Linked DNA regions of Hordeum vulgare: region 2 is linked to region 1. A link is a contact called in public Hi-C data. All regions are on one chromosome and are shown on one strand. Each heading gives the region's core, a stretch centred on a gene start, on an enhancer-like site or on the middle of the called end of the contact. The rest is flanking DNA. Distances are from core to core; before and after follow the strand shown.

The links. A called contact is a pair of places that touch in the nucleus more often than the background predicts.
Region 2: a contact with region 1 is called in a Hi-C map of leaf, with 2.3 times the contacts expected there. The contact joins the promoter of LOC123397249 here to the promoter of LOC123397145 in region 1. A contact is called at or near these places in 2 of 6 Hi-C or Micro-C datasets (leaf and seedling).

Annotation. Positions count from the first base shown.
Region 1 is chr1H:24,802,144-24,806,361 of MorexV3_pseudomolecules_assembly, forward strand. LOC123397145 (alcohol dehydrogenase-like 4) reads left to right here and starts at 2,371. Exons shown (of 9, transcript XM_045091828.1): 1 at 2,371-2,522; 2 at 2,652-2,788; 3 at 2,913-2,962; 4 at 4,198-4,218. The coding sequence starts at 2,462.
Region 2 is chr1H:24,972,000-24,975,882 of MorexV3_pseudomolecules_assembly, forward strand. It overlaps LOC123397249 (pentatricopeptide repeat-containing protein At4g38150), which reads left to right and starts at 2,582. Exons shown (of 3, transcript XM_045091893.1): 1 at 2,582-2,718; 2 at 2,721-3,565. The coding sequence starts at 2,664. The coding sequence ends at 3,559.

The DNA.
Region 1 (4,218 bases), core at 1,121-3,620:
TTCATCCGTGAAAGACATGAATTTGTTTTCGCAAGAGGCATGACCGTGTCTCTCGGAAACGGGAAAATTATATTTTCCATTTTAATATTTCGCGAAAGGCACTGATTTTCTTTCGCAAGAGGCACGACCGTGCCTCTCGGAAACAAAAATATATATTTTCCATTTTTTCTTTCACGAGAGGCACGGTTTTTCTTGCGTAAGAGGCACGAATTTGCTTTCGCGGTAGTGCCTCTCGGAAACGAAAAAAATGTGCTTCCTATTTTCTTTTTCTTCCACGAAAGGTACGGTTTTGCTTCCGCAAGAGGCACGACCGTGCTTCTCGGAAATGAAAAAACGTATTTGCTATTTTTTTTTCCTTTGGTGAGAGGTATAGTTTTGCTTCCACGAGAGACACAGATTTGATTTCGCGAGAGGCACGGTCATGCCTCCTGAAAAGGAAAATAATTCATTTTTTTTCTTTCGTGAGGGGTACAGTTTTGCTTCTCCGAGAGAAACGGGTTTGCTTCCCCGAGAGGCACAACCATGCGTCTCGGAAATGAAAGAGAATACGTGTTTTTTCTTCCGCAAGAGGCATGGTTTTTCTGTCCGTTTTTTTAAATTTCATCAAAATCTATTAAAATGTGATCGTTTTTTCAAGATCTCGACACGAGAAATTTAACGGTAAAAATGATTCAAGATTTGGACTCACGTTTAAGAGATAAAACATTTTAAAAATACGGATATATGAAAAAAAAAGAAAAATCCCATGTTGTGACAAGTAGCACACATGCAGTGCGCCACTTATCTCAACCTCGAAGGTAAGAGTTATCTTTAAGAGGAGTAAGGCTAGTCACAATGAAAATTATCATATATACTAATATTATGCATATAATACTAGTGTATGATACTATCTTCATTGTGTATAATATCATAAATTGTTACCATATTAGTTTCATTTATTGTCATGCAAGACAGATATTAGTACATCATTTAATATGATACGGTATCACACTCAATTTTCTCTTTCATCATTTAATTATGTGCCACATACTCCCTCTGTCCGGTGAAGAGTGTACATTTGACCTTAAATTTGTCCACAAAAGAGTGTATTTTTATCTTTTCAATGCACTTTAAAGTATTAAAAAATGCTTCTCTCTTATCACATAGTAAGCAAGAGCAATAACATTTTACACATAGTCTCCTTAATTTCTACATGCACTTAGCTCATTAGGGGTTGGGTAATTAAAGAAGAGAGAGATGGTGTCTTGCAACTTTCCAATGCATGTTTTTACTCTATTTCATAATTTGTCCTAAAATGTCTTTATGTACATTTTCATTGGACAGAGGGAGTAGTGCATAAGGTTGGTCGTAATGGGAGTATCATAACTAGTATTATGCATGCCAACTACTACCTCCGTCCAAGTGTATAGGGCATGCGCGTGGTTCTAGGTTGTCAATTTAACTAGCTAAATATATATTATATGGGATGAAAATTACATATTCAGAAACTACATCTTCGCATGAATCTAATGGTATATTATTTATTACATATAATACATATTTAAATAGTTAAATTAATGACCTAGAACTACGTGCATGTCCTATACACCCGGACGGAGGGAGTAGACAATTTTGATGAGGTTTCATAGAATTGAATAAAGAAAGAGGAGGTTAAATATCATATCATCATACCGTATCATAATAAAAGTTATACTACTATGTATCATGCATGATAAAAAATAAAATAATACATGATACTAACATACGATATTATGCATCAGAAAGGTATATTATACACTAGTATCATATGCATGATACTAATATATGATACTTTCCATTACGACCAGCCTAGTATTATAAATTGGTATCATAGAAGTTTCATTTATTGTTATACAAGGCAGATACTATACATCATTTAATATGATACGGTATCATATATGATATTTAACTCTTTCTTTCTCATTTAATTATGTGCCACATATACTAAAAATTGACACGTATGATACTATCTAAAATACTTTCATTGTGACCAGCATAAGAGCCACAGTCAAGCAAGGTAAGAGCCGTGAGAGGCATGGTTTTTCTGTTCAGGTTTTTTTCATGAATAAAAAGTTCGTCGAAATATCTCGATGTGAGGAATACAACGGTGGAAACGATTCGAGATTTGTACGCACGATATAAAAGATAAAACGTTTTAAAAATACGAATCTACGGAAAAAAAAAACTACCAGGTTATGTGGTTTTTGCTTGTGAATACCATTCGACTCCAGGGGTATTTTGGGAAGGATACTCCATGGGGCCTACCCGTCAGGTTTGCAGCCTAGGTGGGACGGCACATGGCAGACAGGACCATCAACGCCGGCTCGTTCTATATAACCACGCTGCCAGCTGCATCGCTGCGCTGCCTTTGCTCAACTGGGAAGAAGAACTTCCACTTCCCCTTGATAGAAAAGTACTCCAATCAAACCGAGAAGCTCACACCATGGCAACCAATGGCTACTCCAATGGCGGCAGCACCAAGGGCAAGCCCATCAAATGCAAAGGTTCTCCCCCCGATCTTCAAACCCCTCCTCATCTTGTTCAGGCCATTTTCTTCTTCGATTCTTATCTATGCATGCACCTGCCGGCGCCATGAACCACTGACTAACCACGGTTTGGCGTCGTGGGAACAGCGGCGGTGGCGTGGGGTCCCGGCGAGCCGCTGGTGATGGAGGAGGTGGAGGTGGCGCCACCGGCGCGTATGGAGGTGCGCGTCAAGGTCCTCTTCACCTCCATCTGCCACACCGACCTCAGCTTCTGGAGAGGAGAGGTATAGCTAGCTAACTACCACAACCCCTCAAGACTAGCTTAGCCATGCATGGAGATGCTTTGATTTCTTCTTCTTTGCTTCATCCTCCGATCGATCTGAGTTCCTGGCTGCTTTGACGACGCAGAACGAGCGTCAACGCAGGTTTCCTCGCATCCTCGGACACGAAGCAGCCGGGTACGTACGTACGTTCGTCAAAAGTTGCTCTCCACCTTTGATTTCCAATTCTCTCTTTGATTTTTCTTCTTCCCGTGCTACTACTTTTCACAACTTAATCACAAGCGGCCATGCGTCGACAAGTATAGCTCGTACAGTTGAAATGAGATATCAAGGGATTTGTGATTACTTTTCTCATTTATTTATTTTTGTGTGTGTTTCGAGATAGCTTAGGGCACGTGCAACGTGGCAATTAATTAGCTATCTTCTGGAATGAGAAATTTTGTGCTTATCTAGGGCGGAGAAGTCAAGGTTCAAGCGACTTTTTCTAGCCACACGCAATCGCTTCTTAATCACTCCATTCGCTTAAGAAGAAGGCCCGCAGTTGGGATACAGTGCTCGATCACTGTCACTGGATCGCTTAAGCGCTGTCACTGGATGTACAACAGTTATTTAGACAAGTTATTTTTTAATACAGTGATAGAAATCAGAAAAAAGTTTCCTCTTCGCCTGATCGAGAATGAAAAAAGAAAAACTATGCATGTATGTAAAACTGGTGAGACAAGAAACGTCTTTGTGGATGGGAGGATATGTCTATCCATGTCGGTCAGACAGATCAGAGGCGATATCATTTTGTATGCATCTTTAAATATGGGTTATATGGTTGTTGTCACATGGGCACGCTGCGGCGATCGATGACAATTGGAGCCTTGGTCCAACGGAAGCACCAAGGCATGGCTCCATCCATCACCCCAGCCTAGCTCATACGCCCATATGGCCCATCCCTTGGCATGTGTACTCCCAAAGTATCTAGCTTGTCGTACTTGCCGGATTATGCCATGCATGTGAAGACTTTGACTTCAGAAATGATACACCAGATTTGATGGGTGATGTGTCCGCTGCAATAACTAACCGTAGATACATATAAGTATATATTTTGTTTTCGGAGGAGAAAAGTGGGTCAAATTCAGGATATGGTTAGAGAAGCCTGCTACAGATTCCGTTACTCCATTTATTTTGTTTTTGGAGGTAAAGAAAGAGTCAAATTCAGACATGGTTATAGCATGTCAATTCATCTTGTTTGATTCCATTTATATACTTCTCAAAGTTTAGCTGACCTCACGGTGGCAGTCACACGTGTACAGTATGCTAGTGTGTCACCCTGCACAATCTCTTCTATTATATTGCACGCATTTTTATAATTTTCAAAATTCAGCTGATCGCCTGGTCTGACGGTGGCGGTCACTTCAATACAGAGTAGTGGAGAGCGTCGGCGA
Region 2 (3,883 bases), core at 1,332-3,831, 170 kb after region 1:
GCTCTTGGGCAGGAGGGCGATGGGATCTGGCCTCGGCCTGGTCGGCAAGTTTGAAAACTGGCGGCAACGGAGATGCCGATGCAATGCAGATGATGCGATGATGATGCGACAAAAGAAAATAGACACACGACGAAAACGAAAAGGAAAGGGAATCTTCTGGAACGTCGGCATCGGACTGTCAGAGGGGCGGCGGCGCCTGGAGGGGGGGGGTGGGGAGCTTACCAGAGCGGGAGAGGGGAAGGGGGCTTACCAGTGCGGGAGGGGAGGCGGGCGGTGGCGACGGCGGGGGACGCGATGACAACGACGGCGAGGGAGGCGGCGACGGCTTGAGATCGAGGAGAGAGGGGGGGTGGGGGAGTGGGGGGAGTTAGTAAATTTTTAGGCACGCCGGGTGTTAACTCAACATAGCAGTAGCGGTGGGTTTATGGGAGCGCTATTGCTATTGTACTTAGCAGTAGCGCTTTTACCACGTCGGCGCTGCTACTACAGCTAGTGCAGTTACATCGTTGGGCCCCTTTTAGCAGTAGTGCTGGATGCTACACAGCGCTACTGATATTGACCTTAGCAGTAGCGTAGGTTTAGGAACGACGCTGCTACTGTAGCTACTGCGGGTGGCCTCGTTGGTCCCTGTTTGTCAGTAGCGCAGATTATGAGGGCTGCGCTACTGCTAAGGACATTATCAGTAGCGCTGCGTTGTTTCCAGCGCTACTGCTAAATAGCAGCAGCGCTTTCTACAATCCAGCGCTACTAATAGGCTCATGCATATAAGGTTTTTCCTAGTAGTGGGGGCGGTGGCGACGGCGAGGGAGGCGGCTATGAGGGAGGCGGCGACGGCTTGAGATCGAGGAGAGAGGGGGTGGGGGATTGGGGGGAGTTAGAAAATTTTTAGGCACGACGGGTGTTAACTCAACATAGCACTAGCGGTGGGTTTATGGAAGCGCTACTGCTATTGTACTTAGCAGTACCGCTTTTACCACGCCGGCGCTGCTACTACAGCTAGTGCGGTTACGTCGTTGGGCCCCTTTTAGCAGTAGCGCTGGATGCTATGCAGCGCTACTGATATTGACCTTAGCAGTAGCGCAGGTTTAGGAACGGCGCTTCTACTGTAGCTACTATGGATGGCCTCATTGGTCCATGTTTATCAGTAGCGCAGATTATGAGGCCTGCGCTACTGCTAAGGACATTATTAGTAGCGCTGCGTTGTTTCCAGCACTGCTGCTAAATAGCAGCAGCGCTTTCTACAATCCAGCGCTACTAATAGGCTCATGCATATAAGGTTTTTCCTAGTAGTGGGCGCGGTGGCGACGGCGAGGGAGGCAGCTATGAGGGAGGCGACGGCAACGACGACGACGACGACGGCGAGGGAGGCGGCGACGGCTTGAGCTCGAGGAGAGAGGGGGTGGGGGAGTGGGGGAGAGTTAGGAATTTTTTAGGCATGGCGCGGGGTGTTAACTCAACATAGTAGTAGCGGTGGTTCCGGAGGAGCGCTACTGCTATTGTACTTAGGAGTAGCGCTTTTACCACGCCGGCGCCGCTACTACAGCTACTGCGGTTACGTCGTTAGGCCGCTTTTAGCAGTAGCGCTGGATGCTACGCAGCGCTACTGATATTGACCTTAGTAGTAGCGAAGGTTTAGGAACGACGCTGCTACTATAGCTACTGCGGGTGGTCTCCTTGGTCCCCGTTTATCAGTAGCACAGAATATAAGGCCAGCGCTACTGTTAAGGACATTAGCAGTAGCGCTGCGTTGTGCCCAGCGCTACTGCTAAATAGCAGCATCGCTTTCTACTTTCCAGCGCTACTAATAGGCTCCTACCTATAATATTTTTCTTAGTATTGTGATGCACTAATCGTGGGAGTTCAGACTCGCGGTTAGATGGTTGTTCGTTTGTGGACATCCACAATACTAAATAATAATATAAAAATTCATTTCATGATAAATCTAAGAATCTGACTTGATATTATGCATACTGATATATTTCTATAAAAACATGGTCAAATTCAAAGAGGGTTGACTTTTTAAAAAACTAATACTCCCTTCGTTTCAAAATTCTTGTCTTAAATTTTTCTAGATATAAATGCATCTATATACTAAAATGTGACTAGATACATTCATATCTAGATAAATCCGAGACAATAATTTTAAAACGAAGGGAGTACAACATATACTTTAAGATAGACGAAGTATAAAAATTATGAAAATCAAAAACACCAACCACGCAGCAAAGCGCGTTCAATCCTTCTAGTATCCACTATGCTTCCTGATTTTTAAGGCCTCATAATTAATTTAGGTCTTTAATTTTGAGTTAGGTCAGTCGATTTTGACGGGTCAACAATTTCTCATGAAGCTCTCCTATTTAATTCTTTTTTTTTGGGAGCCTGTTTAATTATTTTAACGCGCTATGTTTCTTAGTTTTAAAGCTCTTCCATTTAACCGAGATATTCAATTTTAATTTGATTTTCTATTTTGCTCGGGCCAACGTTCAGAAATCCGAGGCCCCTATGCGCATCAAGCTTTTCATGTGCCCTGCGTTTTAAGACCGATGTTAGACGGCCGAGCGCCTGGCGAGCCATGACATTCATCACATACCTTGTTATCCGAGCGTGGTGGCTGTAATACCAGATCTGATGGCCATCGTGCTCGTCATCCGACGGTCTACGACATGTCCGATATGACTCAAGGATCGGTCGTCTCATTCCGTGTGTGCAACTGCAACCCAAGGAGCTCCGCCACTCCCTCCCCATGGCCGTCGCCGCCGTCCGCCGCCTACTCCGTCCCACCTCCTCCGCCGCCCTGTCCAGTGCCGGCCGCCTCCTCTCCTCCACCGCTTCTCCACCGCCCAACCGCAGCCCCAACACCAACAGCCCCGTCTCCTTCGACTGGTCCGACGACGACGAGAGCCCCGCCGAGCCTCCACCGACGTCCCCGGCAAAGAACCCCGCTCCGCCGCCGCCCTACGAACCCTTCAGCAAGAACCCCGCTGCGGCCGACCCGGTCGACCCCACCAACCTTCAGGAGATCTTTCACAGGATGCGCACCGGAGGCCTCACCGACTATGCCATCAAGATGTTCGACGGATTGTCCAAGGACGGGCTCACGCACGAGGCGCTGGCCCTCTTCTCTGTCATAAGGGACAAGGGCGCCATGCCCGACGTCGTCGCCCACACCGCCGTCCTCGAGGCCTACGCGGCCGCCGGCCCCGCCCGCTGGCGCGACGCCGTGCGCACCTACAACCGCATGCTCTCCGGCGGGGTCGCGCCCAACGCTTACACCATGGCCGTGCTTGTCAAGGGGCTCGCGGCGGGCGACCGGTGCGCTGAGGCACGCAAGTACCTGCTGGAGATGCTCGACCGGGGGATGCGCCCCAATGTCGAGACTTGCCTTGCTGCCTTCGAGGCGCACGTCAGGATGGACAAGGTCGAAGAGGGGAAGGCGCTGCTCGAGATGATGAAGAAGAAGGGGTTCACGTTGGACGAGGAGGCAGTGCGCGGCGGCACCGTCAAGCGGGGGCATGTCTTCAGGGCTGTCATGAACATGCTCTTTGGGAAGCCATCATAGTTAATGGTACGCACTATCTGTTTCTTTCATATATACTCCCTCCGTTCTAAAACAAGTGTCGCAGATTTAATACTAAGTTAGTATAAATTTTGTACCAGATCAACGACATTTATTTTTAGAGAGAGGAAGTATATGATAGCACGATGTTGTTGCATGAACACTTGTTAGTTCGTAACTTGTCACTCGTAATCAAAATGTCTACTGTTTGTTCTCTGTTGCACAGGACAGGATTGATATCCTGTCTTGCATGGCTTGCTCCTCCTTATTTTCAGTGTTTGTAGTTTTTCTTTTCATTTGATTGGTGTTGTATGCATTATAATCAGT